Linked DNA regions of Macaca mulatta: region 1 is linked to region 2. The links are chromatin contacts, called in public Hi-C maps. All regions are on one chromosome and are shown on one strand. The core of a region is the stretch at or near the end of the contact, and the rest is flanking DNA. Distances in the headings are between cores, read along the strand shown.

Region 1 (6,680 bases), core at 451-2,950, 390 kb before region 2:
TAATCCCAGCTACTTGGGAGACCCAGGGAGGAAGCTCGATCACTTGGCCCAATAGGTCGAGGTTGCAGTGACAGCTAGTATCATGCCACTGCACTCCAGCCTGGGCAAGAGTGAGGCCCTGTCTCAAAATAATAAATAAATAAATCAGAAATTTAGCTAGGAGCTTCAAATGACAAGACATTTGTATATACAGTGGATTTCCTAATCATGGGTCCACTAACTTGCTGGACCATAGTCTTAGTTTCGTATGCCTGACCCTCTAAAATGAGGGATGAGTCCAGGTAGCTCATTCCATGGCAGGCAGCAGTCTTTTTTTATTTTTGAGACAGGTTCTCGCTATGCTGCCCAGGCTGGTCTCATCTCAGGCTCATGCGATCCTCCTTCCTCTGCAGTGGCTTGGATTAGACACAACTGCCACCACGCCTGCTCCTAGGCAGTAGTCTTAATGCCTGATGATGGGGGGTTGGGGAAGGAAGGAAAGTATCAGGGTAAATCTTGCAGAGCTGTGTTAAGGACTTAGGCCCTGGAATCAAATGCCTCTGCTCACATCCCACTCTGCAAGACTTTGGGCAACTTAAGCAGCAGCCTCTGTTTCCATCGGAGTGGCTCTTGCCTCTAATCCCAGCATTTTGGGAGGCTGAGGCAGGACGATCACTCGGACCCAAGAGTTCGAGACTACCCCATCTCTACAAAAAAATCCAAAAAGTAATCTGCTTGCTCATGCGGATGTGGTTGTAAGGAGTAAGCGAAATAACACGCAGAGTGCAATGAGCAAGTCCCAGCACAAAATACTCATTTCATAAAATACGTGTTTATTATTGCCATAGGCCTACAGTCCCCGGTATTCTCAATATATCTTGCCTGAGAAGTATCACACTCATGCCTATTAACCAGCTCATACATTTTTTTAATCAAAAGAATTTGGCAGTTGTAGGGTTGTCTTTTCATTCACATCGTCCCTGGAATTAAGTGTCCTGCTACACCAGTGCAGATTCAGCAGCATCTGTCAAGAGTGTCAGTTCCATCTGCAGAGGAAAGGCTCTCTGGCTTCGGTCCGTGGCTCTCCGCGGGTGCGGTGTCTGGACCCAGCCTATCTTCATCTCTGTTAGGCTTCGGGGTCTTTCTCCACACGGTGTCTTGTCCAATCAAAGGACTTCAGCGGAGCCTGCGGTCTGGCCTAGGCTCTTCTGCGTGGGATGTCTGCAGGCCAACAATCCGAGTCGGGGTTCGAAGCCGCGCGCAGTGCCCGGAACGACCCCTCCACGTCGAGGCCAGTGTAGAGCCCGGAAGGCAAAGTAAAGGCCTCGGCCCCGCACAGCCCAGGCTTAAATGTTTGCGCCAGGGCCCCTCTGGCTACCTGGTGGTGGCCCCGAACGGCCACGGAGGCCGCGGCGTAGCTCCTGGGTGAAGGTGTCTCTGAATCGCCCAGCGCGGCGGCACAGGGAGCCTGCGGGGCCAGCCGCGAGGTCCTGCAGGCGGCGGGCCGCGTCCTGGCCCCGCAGCTGGGCCTGCAGCAGAGCGAAGGCCGTGAGCTGCGCCGCACGTCGGATAGGCCGAGACTCGGACAGGCGTTCCACCAGCTGCGGGCTGTGCAGCAGGGCCGCCAGCAGCCGCCGAAGCACCATCTTCCCCAAGCGCCCGGGAATCCGACCTCGCCGCCCTAGTCTTCCGCCCGGCGGCGCCCGACCCGGACGTCATCTGCGCCCGCGCAGCTTGATGACGACACTGCCGCCCTCGGATTGGGTCCAATGAGATGCGCGCTTCCGCGCGTTTCCGCTTCCGCCACGGCAGACGCCACCTCGTGCCGGGAATCGCCGCGTCCTCGTCCGCTTCTCTGCGCTATGTCGGGTGGCCTCCTGAAGGCGCTGCGCAGCGACTCCTACGTGGAGCTGAGCCAGTACCGGGACCAGCACTTCCGGGTGAGGGAGGCCGGGCCGCGAGAGGGGAAGGCCCTGGGCCAGAACGCTGAGAAACGGTTTGCTCTTGTCTCATTGTGTCGCCTCCCGTTCTGCTGCAATCCCCAAACGCCAAGTGGGGCCCCGGTGCCGGCTGGGGAGGCAGGGAGCGGGTGCTGGGGGGGCGCTTGGACATCACTGAAGCCGCTGGCTCTGGAAGACAGGGCATTTGAGGCTCGCTTTCCTGTTCCCTCCAGCCGCTCCCTGCACCCGAGCCGGTGCCGAGAGGCCTGAGCGCTGATGGTAGTGGCGGCTCCCGTTTCCAGGTTGTACCTCGCAGATGGCTGCGTAACAAGGGCGGGGTGCCCTTCTCTCTCCCAGAGTGTGCAGAGGCGCCTTCTTGATGCAGATTCGGGGCTTTTTACGTTCTTTTTTATTTTTTTTATTTATTTTATTTATTTTTTTTTTTTTTGAGACGGAGTCTCGCTCTGTAGCCCAGGCTGGAGTGCAGTGGCCGGGTCTCAGCTCACTGCAAGCTCCGCCTCCCGGGTTTATGCCATTCTCCTGCCTCAGCCTCCCGAGTAGCTGGGACTACAGGCGCCCACCACCTCGCCCGGCTAGTTTTTCTGTATTTCTTAGTAGAGACGGGGTTTCACTGTGTTAGCCAGGATGGTCTCCATCTCCTGACCTCGTGATCCGCCCATCTCGGCCTCCCAAAGTGCTGGGATTACAGGTGTGAGCCACCGCGCCCGGCCTACGTTCTTTTTTAAATCGGCGAAGCAGTGCCCTTCTCTGGGAGGATGGTCTTAGGGAAGCTGTACGCGGTGCGTGGGAGACACAAGTGAAGTCCTCACTCCGCCCTCGGGGAGGCTTCGGAGTGGGGAGGGGGACCCGCCAAGCTGGGCACTTTGAGGGTGTTTGGATGTGAAGATCGGAGAATTGCTGGATTTCAGAAGAGAGAAATTTTTAGTCCGGACTATATCACAGTATGTTTTGTGGAAAAAGGGGAGGCCGCAGATATACAAAGTAGGCTTTTCAGTATCAGCAAAGGTAGGGATGGAATACGGTTGAGGGGTGGCGGCGCGGGACTCATTAACCCGGTTATTTAGTAAACATTTGTTGAGTGCTGTCACCAAAGCCTTGTGCTAAACCCTGGGGGGAAGGGAAGACAGTTTCTGTACTCTGCGAGCTCATAATCCCCTGTAGTGTGGATTATCAAAGAATCTAAGGTGGAAGTGAGTTAAAAGAGAGGCTGTGAGAATTCAGAAAAAGGGGAGAAATCCCCTTGTGACTGGGAAATGAGGGGGCGCATATAGCAGAGGTCAGTGTGGAGAACGTGTGAAATATGTTACTAGAGTAGGGAAAAGGAAACTTTGACGCCAAATTAGGGAAGCTCTGAAATTTATTCAGTCGAGGCCGGGCACGGTGACTCATGCCTGTAATCCCAGCACTTTGGGAGGCTGAGGCGGGTGGATCACGAGGTTAGGAGATCGAGACCAGACTGGCCGAGATGGTGAAACCCCATCCCTACTAAAAATACAAAAATTAGCCGGGCGTGGTGGCGGCGCCTGTAATCCCAGCTACTCGGAAGGCTGAGGCAGGAGAATTGCTTGATCCCGGAAGGTGGAGGTTGCGGTGAGCCAAGATCGCGCCACCGCACTCCAGCCTGGGCAACAGAGCGAGATTCCTACTTAAAAAAAAAAAAAAAAAAAAAATTCGGTCAATTTATTTTATTTTTTGAGACAGAATCTCGCTCTATTGCCTAGGCTGAAGTGCAGTGGCGCAATCACGGCTCATGCAGCCTCAACCTCCTGAGCCCAAGTGATCCTCCCCACCTCAGCCTCCTGAGAAGCTGGGACCACAGGCTCTCACACTACATCCGGCTAATTTTTTGTAGAGACAGGGTCTCCCTGAGTTGCTCAGGCCGGTCTCAAACTCTGGGACTCAAGCGATCCACCAGCCTGGGCTTCCCAAAGTGCTGGGATTACAGACGTGAACCACTGACCCCGGCCAGTCCAGGTTTTAGATGCTTAAGTGCCAGGCATGATTTGCACTTTTTTTGAGACGGGGTCTGGCTCTGTCACCCAGGCTGGAGTGCAGTAGCACGATCTCGGCTCACTGCAAGCTCCGCCTCCCGGGTTCACGCCATTCTCCTGGCGAGCTGGGACTACAGGCCCCGCCACCACGCCCGGCTAATATTTTTGTTTTTGTTTTTGTTTTTGTTTTTTAGTAGAGACGGGGTTTCACCGTGTTAGCCAGGATGGTCTCGATCTCCTGACCTCGTGATCCGCTCGCCTCGGCCTCCCAAAGTGCTGGGATTACAGGCGTGAGCCGCTGTGCGCGACCCTGATGAGCCATTTTGGATCCAGGGATTTGTCAGGTGTGTTGGATGAAGCCCAGTTATATTCTTATTTCTGGCTTCATCGTGTCATCCCAGTTTGGAAGCCCATTAGGAAAGTGAGCTCTGTTTTGTTTTTAGTGATCACTACATTTTTTTCCTCAATTCAGAAAAAATACATGAGCATGTAAAGCATCAGAGTTGTTGCTTTAAACAGTCTCTATGGGGTTATTAAAAGGGGACTCTCTGGAAATCCACTTATTTCTCACTACAGAGTATAAAAGGGCCCTTTGTCATACATGGGTCAAGGTCCAGAGTTTAACCTTGGTTGAAAGGATGCACTGCTGAGAAGATGGCGTGTGCAGGGAAAAAAGCCGCTTGTGTGGCAGTCTGGCGTAGGGTGACTTTGCTGTATGCGGTATAACTTTTGAGCCTTGTCTCTACTAAGAGTCTGGACTTTGCATAAGTGCTTCACAGGATGTGAACATCTCCCTTTTTTTGAGCAAGGGATTTGTGGTAGGCTGGGATGAGAGAATTTGATTTCCAAATCAGAATTAATGAATGTTTCTACCATACTTAGAAATACTATTTAAGCAAGGCTCTGAAGTTGCTTTTGTCTCTCTTTGAAATTCTAGGGTGACAATGAAGAACAAGAAAAATTACTGAAGAAAAGCTGTACGTTATATGTTGGAAATCTTTCTTTTTACACAACCGAAGAACAAATCTACGAACTCTTCAGCAAAAGTGGTGACATAAAGAAAATCATTATGGGTCTGGATAAAATGAAGAAAACAGCATGTGGATTCTGTTTTGTGGAGTATCCTTCCTGTGGATGGAATGTGGCTGCTGAACTGGGGTAGAGCTGAGAATAGTAGCTCATAATCCTCCCTGCACTTGCCCCTACGTTTTCCCTCGTCTCCCTCCTACCTTCTGTCCAGTGTCACTGCTCTTTTTTTTTTTTGAGACAGAGTCTGGCTCTGTCGCCCAGGCTGGAGCGCAGTGGCCGGATCTGAGCTCACTGCAAGCTCCGCCTCCCGAGCTTACACCATTCTCCTGCCTCAGCCTCCGGAGTAGCTAGGACTGCAGGCGCCCGCCACGTCGCCCGGCTAGTTTTTGTATTTTTTTTTTTTTTTAGTAGAGACGGGGTTTCAACGTGTTAGCCAGGATGGTCTCGATCTCCTGACCTCATGATCCGCCCATCTCGGCCTCCCAAAGTGCTGGGATTACAGGCTTGAGCCACCGCGCCCGGCCGTCACTGCTCTTATACTATAAAGCTGACACTAGTTACATTCTCTCCTGAAATCCATGCTTTATGGTTGTTTAAGAAAAAGTTTTTCAGGCCGGGCGCGGTGGCTCAAGCCTGTAATCCCAGCACTTTGGGAGGCCGAGACGGGCGGATCACGAGGTCAGGAGATCGAGACCATCCTGGCTAACACGGCGAAACCCCGTCTCTACTAAAAAATACAAAAAAAACTAGCCGGGTGAGGTGGCGGGCGCCTGTAGTCCCAGCTACTCGGGAGGCTGAGGCAGGAGAATGGCGTGAACCCGGGAGGCGGAGCTTGCAGTGAGCTGAGATCTGGCCACTGCACTCCAGCCTGGGCGACAGAGCGAGACTCCGTCTCCAAAAAAAAAAGAAAAAGTTTTTCAAGAATGTTTGCCCTTCATTAAAAAAAAAAAAAAAATTCCAAAGAGCACAGTGAAAATAAAAAAACCTTGTACTGTTCTAAACCCCTAATTCCCTTTGCCAGAGGCAGTTACCAGTTTCTTGAGCATCTCTCAAGAAGTAACCTGTGGGTGTGCAGTAGTGTACTTCATGTGCTGTTTTTAAAATCATTTATTATTTATTTATTGTTCCATTTCAGCACATGTAGGTCTGTTTTCAAAATAGCCGTATAGCTGGGCATGGTGGCTCGTATTTGTAGTGCCAGCTACTCAGGAGGCTGAGGCTGGAGGATCAGTTGAGCCCAAGGGTCCAAGGCTACACTGAGTTGTACTGTGCTCCTGCCAGGGTGACAGGGCAAGACCCCATCTTTAAAGAAAAAAATGTTTTAATAGCTATATCGTAATTCATTACATAGGTGTGTATAAGCTGATTGTATAGGTACAAACCAAAACTATTTACTTGTGATCATTTTCTTACTCAGACTCTTTTAAGCATTGTACCTCCTGGATTTATTCTGTGTTCTTTTTACTCTCTGTTTTGGTCATTCAATTTAGTATTCTGAGAAATTTTGCAGACCCAATCTAATGTATCTTTTGAGTTTTTTCCTGTGTCCTGAATTACATTTGTTTCAGATGAAATTTTTCCTTAAGTGTCTGGTGATCCCTGGATTTCTGCTCATAATTAAGGACAAGAATGCTGACTCACTGGACCCAGGCAGGGCATCTCTCCCAGATTGCTGGCTTGCCTTGGGGATATGTGGGTTTCCCAAATGCTAGAATGAAAA
Region 2 (6,927 bases), core at 2,849-5,348:
CCTTCAGATCTCAGTACATGGATCACTTCCTCTGAGAAAGCCTTCCCTCACCTCTCTACCTAGGTTAAATCCTCCACTACAGACAATCAGAGCACTAGGTATCCTTCCTTCATACCACCATACCAGATGCAGTTTTACATCTGTGCGATTATTTCATTAATATCCATTTCCCCTACTAGACTGTAAGCTCCATAAGGCAAGCCATCCATAAGAGTCTGTGTTTCTTTTATCTGCCACTGCTTCTGCAAAACTGAGCATAGTGCCTGGCACTCATTTTTTTAAATAAAAATATGTTGTACAAACCTTTTACTTTCCTGTTGTACTGCTTCTGTTCAGAGTACTTCCTCTTCCTAAAATATTCAACTCCTTCTCATCTTTAAAATTCAGCTCAAATATAACCTCAACCTCAAATCTTCTCCAATCCTCCACTCAATTTGTAAATGTCTCCTTTCACTGAACTTCCAGTATACCTTTTTATGTCTGTAACAGTAAGGAGCAGTTTTTACCACACATTAACAGTTCTTTCCATACTTTTTTTTCTCCTCTACTAGATTGAAAGACTTTCCTGCTAGACTATTTGACTCCTTTTGAATTAATCTTTTATCCTGAAAATATTCAAGAAAAGTCCTACAATGTGTGAATGAACAGTGATTGGTACAAGTCTACAACATCTATAATGCACATAGCAGAAAGGCAAAGTATTAAAAACCTCAGAAACCTAAAATATCTCTGGAAGGATACAAATCGTAACACAGGTTGCATACCTGGAGAGGAACTGGGTAGCAGGGGGACAAGGATGAAAGGAAAACATTTTGCTTGATATTATTTTGCTTCTATTGAAGCTTGACTCACACGACACATTATCTATTACATATTATAATATGATTCTTGAATCATGTGAACATTTCTATTACAAGTCAATTACCAAAACAACAACTCCTAGTTTAGGCTGGGTGTAGTGGCACACGCCTGTAACCCCAGCACTTTGGAAGGCTGAGGTGGGAAGATCACTTGAGCCCAGGAGTTTGAGACCAGCCAGGCAACAAGGTGAGACCCCGTGTCTGTGAAAAATAAAAAAGGAGCCACTGTGGTAGCACATGCCTGTAGTTCCAGCTACTTGGGAGGCTAAGCTAAGGAGATCACTTGAGCTCAGGAGGTTGAGGCTGCAGTGAGCTATGATTGCGCCACTGCACTCCAGCCTAGGAGACAGAGTGAGACCCTGTCTCAAAAACAACAACAAAAACTCCTAGTTTAAAATAAGTAAAAACAATAAGCTTTATGGAAAAATAAAAACTAAATAAAATTTATGAAACCTACACATTTATAAAAGTAGGACAAAATTCCAATAATCTGCACTCACCTATATAAATTACAACCAGTATCCACTGAATAGCCACCATGCACAAATAGTCCTAGTAAATTATTGTTGGCCGGGCGCGGTGGCTCAAGCCTGTAATCCCAGCACTTTGGGAGGCCGAGACGGGCGGATCACAAGGTCAGGAGATCGAGACCATCCTGGCGAACCCGGTGAAACCCCGTCTCTACTAAAAAATACAAAAAATCTAGCCGGGCGAGGTGGCGGGCGCCTGTAGTCCCAGCTACTCGGGAGGCTGAGGCAGGAGAATGGCGTGAACCTGGGAGGCGGAGCTTGCAGTGAGCTGAGATCCGGCCACTGCACTCCAGCCTGGGTGACAGAGCGAGACCCCGTCTCAAAAAAAAAAAAAAAAAAAAAAAAAAAAAATTATTGTTATTTTGCTTAATAGAAAAACAACTTGAGGCCGGGTGCGGTGGCTCACGCCTGTAATCCCAGCACTTTGGGAGGCTGAGGCAGGTGGATCACGAGGTCAGGAGATCGAGACCATCCTGGCTAGCACGGCGAAACCCTGTCTCTAGTGGCGGGCGCCTGTAGTCCCAGCTGCTCGGGAGGCTGAGGCAGGAGAATGGCCTGAACCCGGAGGCGGCGCTTGCAGTGAGCCAAGATCTGGCCACTGCGCTCCAGCCTAGGCGACAGAGCGAGACTCCGTCCCCCAAAAAAAAGAAAGAAAAAAAGAAAAGAGAAACAACTTGATAGTTGACATATTTAATGGCAATGTTCCCTGTCTTCTATAACTAAAACCAGTTTTACTATAGAAGTATAAATTTTACATGCTTCACATGAAAAAAAATTTTTTACTTCTTACTCCGACCCCTGTTGGCAAGCTAGTATAACAAAGGGATGTTATCGCGTGGTGGCTCACGCCTGTAATCCCAGCACTTTCGGAGACCGAGGCCGACGGATCACCTGAGGTCGGGAGTTGGAGGCCAGCGTAACCAACATGGAGAAACCCCATCTCTACTAAAAATACAAAATTAGCCGGGTGTGGTGGCACATGCCTGTAACCCCAGCTACTCGGGAGGCTGAGGCAGGAGAATCGCTTGAACCCGGGAGGCAGAGGTTGCAGTGAGCCGAGATCATGCCATTACACTGCGTCTCAAAAAAAAAAAAAGGATGTTATCCTTTTAGTTACTAATGCATTTATTATGTTTACTACATTGCAATCAGACTTTATCTTCTCTTATATATGATCTTGGTTGACTGCTATACTGAACAGCTGTTAACCATTAAGCTGAACCCAAGGCCAAGACCCTTTGTTTATATGGCCTGAGAATCCTTTCAGCCCTACCACAACCTGTTCTTGACATTTTTATTTTGTATATGAAGGCGGGCGGAATACGCACAAGAATCTAGGAGAAAAAAAAGGACGCAGCGAAACTGTAATCAGCACCTTAGATGACAAACAGAAGAAGAGAGACACGCCATCCATGTGGAACTATTAAAAAGTTAGCAAGGAAACAGCCAACAACAGTAGGACAAAGCGGTATGTTAAGTGGTGCCCGTGGATGTTCTATAAAGGCCTGTATCTTTAAGTGAGCAGGATGACTAGGACTACACCCACTTGTGAGCCTCAAATATAGTGGAGGGAACTAAAGAGAACTTGGGGGAAAATAATGAAAAAAAAAAAGGTTAAAAATCAGAGTTTGGAAAAGATGAGATAAACGTGGAGTAAAAGCAAACTAGAAACTTAGAAACTAAGCCCCTGTTAAGGTAGCGGGGATTATTTAACATAATGAAGTCTATTTGGAGGCCAGGGGGAAAATTAGGATGAGGGCATTAAAAGGTACAAGAATGGTGGTCTGTCTTTAACGGGGAAAGCTGTCAAAAGTTGAATGAGTGATACAAACTACCTAGTTGTTTGAAAAGTGGATCACGGAAGTGGGGTGGGTTAAGGAGCAGAACTTCGATCCAAAGAAAAGAGAATCTTTATGTTGGGGGGAGGTGAGGAAGGTGCTGACTGGAGCCGTGGAAAGGCGGGCTGGTGAGGCGAGGCGTCTGACTCAGAAGCTTGGATAGAAACACCGGGAACGACGCCGGGGAGCGGGACTGGGGGCAGCGGTGTGGCCCGGGGCTCTCTCACCTTGGCCTTGTAGCTGGGCAGGTTGCAGAGGATGTCCGTGCGCAGAGCCTCTTCTGCCAGGCTGCGGGCGCACAGGCTCCGCCACACCTCGCTGTTCTCATCGCCGTGCAGGCAGCGGTACCAGTGCTTGCACACCAGGGCGCAGCTCCGCAGCTCGGACAGCTCCAGGTAAGAGAACACCAACTCCAGCACCCGGCTGGGCAGCCGGCCCCCGGCCCCCGCGGCCCCAGAGCCCGAGCCCGCGCCCGCGCCCGCGCCGCCGCCGCTACAGCCAGCGCCGCCCGAGGCTGCCCCAGCCCCCGGGGCCGGCGCCGCCATCGCCTCACCAGCCGGCCCGAGGGCCGCCGCCGCCGCCGCCGCTTCCCGCCGTCTCTGCTCGGAAGGCCAAGCCTCGCCCGGAGACCGGAGCGGCTCGCTCACCGCCCCTTTCAGTGCCAACCGCCGGCGCCTCCACCACTCCCGCCCCTGCCCGGGGGCGTCCGCCGCGCGCCCCGCCTCACTGAGGGCAGACGCACCGGCTGCACGGGCGTCTTCCGCCCCTCCCCCGCGGCTCAGCGAGGGCGCCGAAACCGCCCGACTCGCCCGGCCTCTCCGCGGCGCGCCAGTGGCTCCGCCATGCGGGTTGAGGGCACGAAGCAAGGGCGCACGCCCAGCTCGTTCGCGGTTCCTCTCGGCCCCGGATGTGACTGTTTGGCTGCGCCGCCTCGCGCCTTACGCTCGACGGGATTGGGCGCCGGCGGGTGAGGTCATCACTGGGCGCCGAGGAGGGGAGCGGGAAGAGCAGGTATGAGGCTGGGGCCGGTGGCTTTGATGCTGCTTTCCAGTGCCTTTTCCTCTTTCTGGTCTGGTGGCTCCGCGTCTGCTCTCCTGGGCCCCCTTTCCTGTGACGTTTCCCTGTGTCAGTTAGGTCCTTGCTTCAGACTCCAACTCAACGCGTGAAACTTTTCTTTCCTTGCTGGCCAGTTCCTAGCTCCCCCACCTTTTTGTGTAGCTTGGGCAGCGGAGGCCGTCTTGACCTGGTCAGGCCCTCTCGTTCTCCCCGAATATCGGCAGTTAGCCCAACGTCTGTGCCTGTGTGCCTTCGGAAAGTAAGGTGGCTGCGACTGAACACCCCCGCGCCCACTCCTTCGAGCGCCATTTGAGTGCTAATTAACTGCTTCTGTCTTTTGGACAAGGTGTGGTCTTTACTGGAGCCACCGCTTAGTAAGCAGATGAAGGCAATGTAGTTTTAGTCAATTAAACATTCCAATAGGGAGAATGACGTGGAGGCCATGATTATAGATGGATTCTTGGAAGGGGAAGAATTTCAGCATCCCAGCCTGGGCAACATGGAGAGACCGTGTCGCTACAAAATATAGAAAAATTAGCCGAGGGTGGTGGCGTGCGCCTCTGGTCCCAGCTACTTGGGAGGCTGAGCCCGGGAGGTCGAGGGTGCGGTGAACCATAATCGACTGCTGTGCTCTGGGCGAGAGAGTGAGCTCCTACCTCAGACACACACACACACACACACACACACACACACACACACACACACACACACACACACACACACACACACACACAGCTATATCCATCTCTTAGTCACACACACACACACACACACACACACCACACACACACACACACACACAGAGAGCTATATCCATCTCTTAGTCTCTAGTAAAAGCAAAGGAACGGCAGCTACCTTCCCTACCCTCTGATACATGGTGTTTGATTATTACTCGCCTGTCCGTTCTCCTCATATGTCTTTTTCACAAAGTCCAGTAACCGTAATTTTCATTCTTACCAATGCCAGCGCCACAGCCCTTCAGTCATTTTGGTTGCTATCCAGCTTCTCCACATCAAGTCCAGCTTTAGAAACCCCAAGCCGGTAAAGAAAAGTTGACCTCTGCTGACTATGGTGATGGTGACTCTCTCTCACTAATTTCTTTTAAGTTTTCGAGGATAAGCAGAGTTGATCCATCTGAAAACGAGATAATGAACTAGACAGAATGAACAGCCTTAAAGGCACAAGCACTTGAAAGGGACAGTGGTGGTATGACTGGTGCAGAGTGTTTCGAGATCATTCAGTTTTAAAGACTGGCCTTTATCCTGTCACAGTACAGCCGAGGTAGAACCTTTGAAGGATCCGATGTTTTTCTGGTGCGAATCTCTAGCCCAGTCGCTGAGGTGACTTTCAACGGCAGACCGTCTCCTAAGTGCCCCAGGTAGAATTTCAAAGTAAAAGATTACCCTTCTCAGCCCCTCCTTTTCTTTTTTACAAATCTTTCACCTGCTCATCACCCACCCCGCCAAGCCCCTTCCCCGTGTTCAGTACTCACTCTGCGCTCCGCCAAGCCCCTTCCCCGTGTTCAGTACTCACTCTGCGCTCCGCCAAGCCCCTTCCCCGTGTTCAGTACTCACTCTGCGCCCTGGCCGATGAGAACTGCCAGCTGCGGCACCTCACCCTTTTAAAAAATGCTTGGCCGGGCGCCGTGGCTCACGCCTGTAATCCCAGCACTTTGGGAGGCTAAGGCGGGCAGATCACCTGAAGTCAGGAGTTCGAGACCAGCCTGGCCAACATGGTGAAACCGTCTCTACTAAACATACAAAAATTAGCTGGTTGTGGTGGCCGCGTGCCTGTAATCCCAGCTACTCAGGAGGCTGAGGCACAAGAATCGCTTGGACCCGGGAGGCGAAGGTTACAATGAGCCGAAATTGCGCCATTGCACTCCAGCCTGGACAACAAGAGTGAAACTCTGTCTCAAAAAAAAAAAAAAAAAAAAAAAATTGCTCTCAAAATAACTCACCTGGCAGGGCACGGTGGCTCATGCCTGTAATCCCAGCACTTTGGGAGGCCGAGGTGGGCGGATTGCTTGAGCTCAGGAGTTACACCGGCTTGGGCAACATGGTGAAATCCTGTCTGTACAAAAAAATACAGTAATTAGCTGGGTGTGGTGGCGCATGCCTGTAATCCCAGCTACCTGGGAGACTGAGGTAGGAGGATCACTTGAGCCCAGAAGGTGGAGGTTGCAGTGAGCAGAGATTGGGCTACTGCACTCCAGTATGGGTAACAGAGGGAGACCCTGTCTCAAAAAAAAAAAAACAAAACAAGAAAAACTCACCTTTCCCTCACCCACTCTATATGATTTCAGTAGGTATTAGAAGGAAGTGATCTATTATCTGATTAAAGTAATTTACAGTAGGATATGATTAACTGCTGTGCTTGACGCTTTAGGCAACTCGATAGGAAAAGAGAAGCTTGTGGACTTGATACATGAATGTGGGGATGGTGACACTTCACCTCTTTCTGCCAGGCTTTTCCAGTTGCAGTCAGAAAAGCAAGAAACAGTGGCTTGCCAACTCATTTCTGAAAAATTGTTTTGATTTAACCCAACTTTAATTACATTTCTTCCCACTACCCTTCTATCACAGCAATCTGATTGTTTAACTTTTTGATAGTGTTCTTTGGTGTGTTTCAAATAATAACAAA

The links. A called contact is a pair of places that touch in the nucleus more often than the background predicts.
Region 1: a Hi-C map of liver shows a contact between it and region 2, with 3 times the contacts expected there. The contact joins the promoter of NCBP2AS2 here to the promoter of FBXO45 in region 2. A contact is called at or near these places in 2 of 14 Hi-C or Micro-C datasets (fetal cortex germinal zone and liver).

The regions. Positions count from the first base shown.
Region 1 is chr2:2,487,458-2,494,137 of T2T-MMU8v2.0, reverse strand. NCBP2AS2 (NCBP2 antisense 2 (head to head)) reads right to left here and starts at 1,700. Exons shown (of 1, transcript XM_015132596.3): 1 at 793-1,700. The coding sequence starts at 1,625. The coding sequence ends at 1,326. It overlaps NCBP2 (nuclear cap binding protein subunit 2), which reads left to right and starts at 1,794. Exons shown (of 4, transcript NM_001265847.1): 1 at 1,794-1,919; 2 at 4,869-5,050. The coding sequence starts at 1,842.
Region 2 is chr2:2,099,352-2,106,278 of T2T-MMU8v2.0, reverse strand. FBXO45 (F-box protein 45) reads right to left here and starts at 4,098. Exons shown (of 3, transcript XM_015132593.3): 1 at 3,456-4,098. The coding sequence starts at 3,773. It overlaps WDR53 (WD repeat domain 53), which reads left to right and starts at 4,198. Exons shown (of 2, transcript XM_028843539.2): 1 at 4,198-4,239.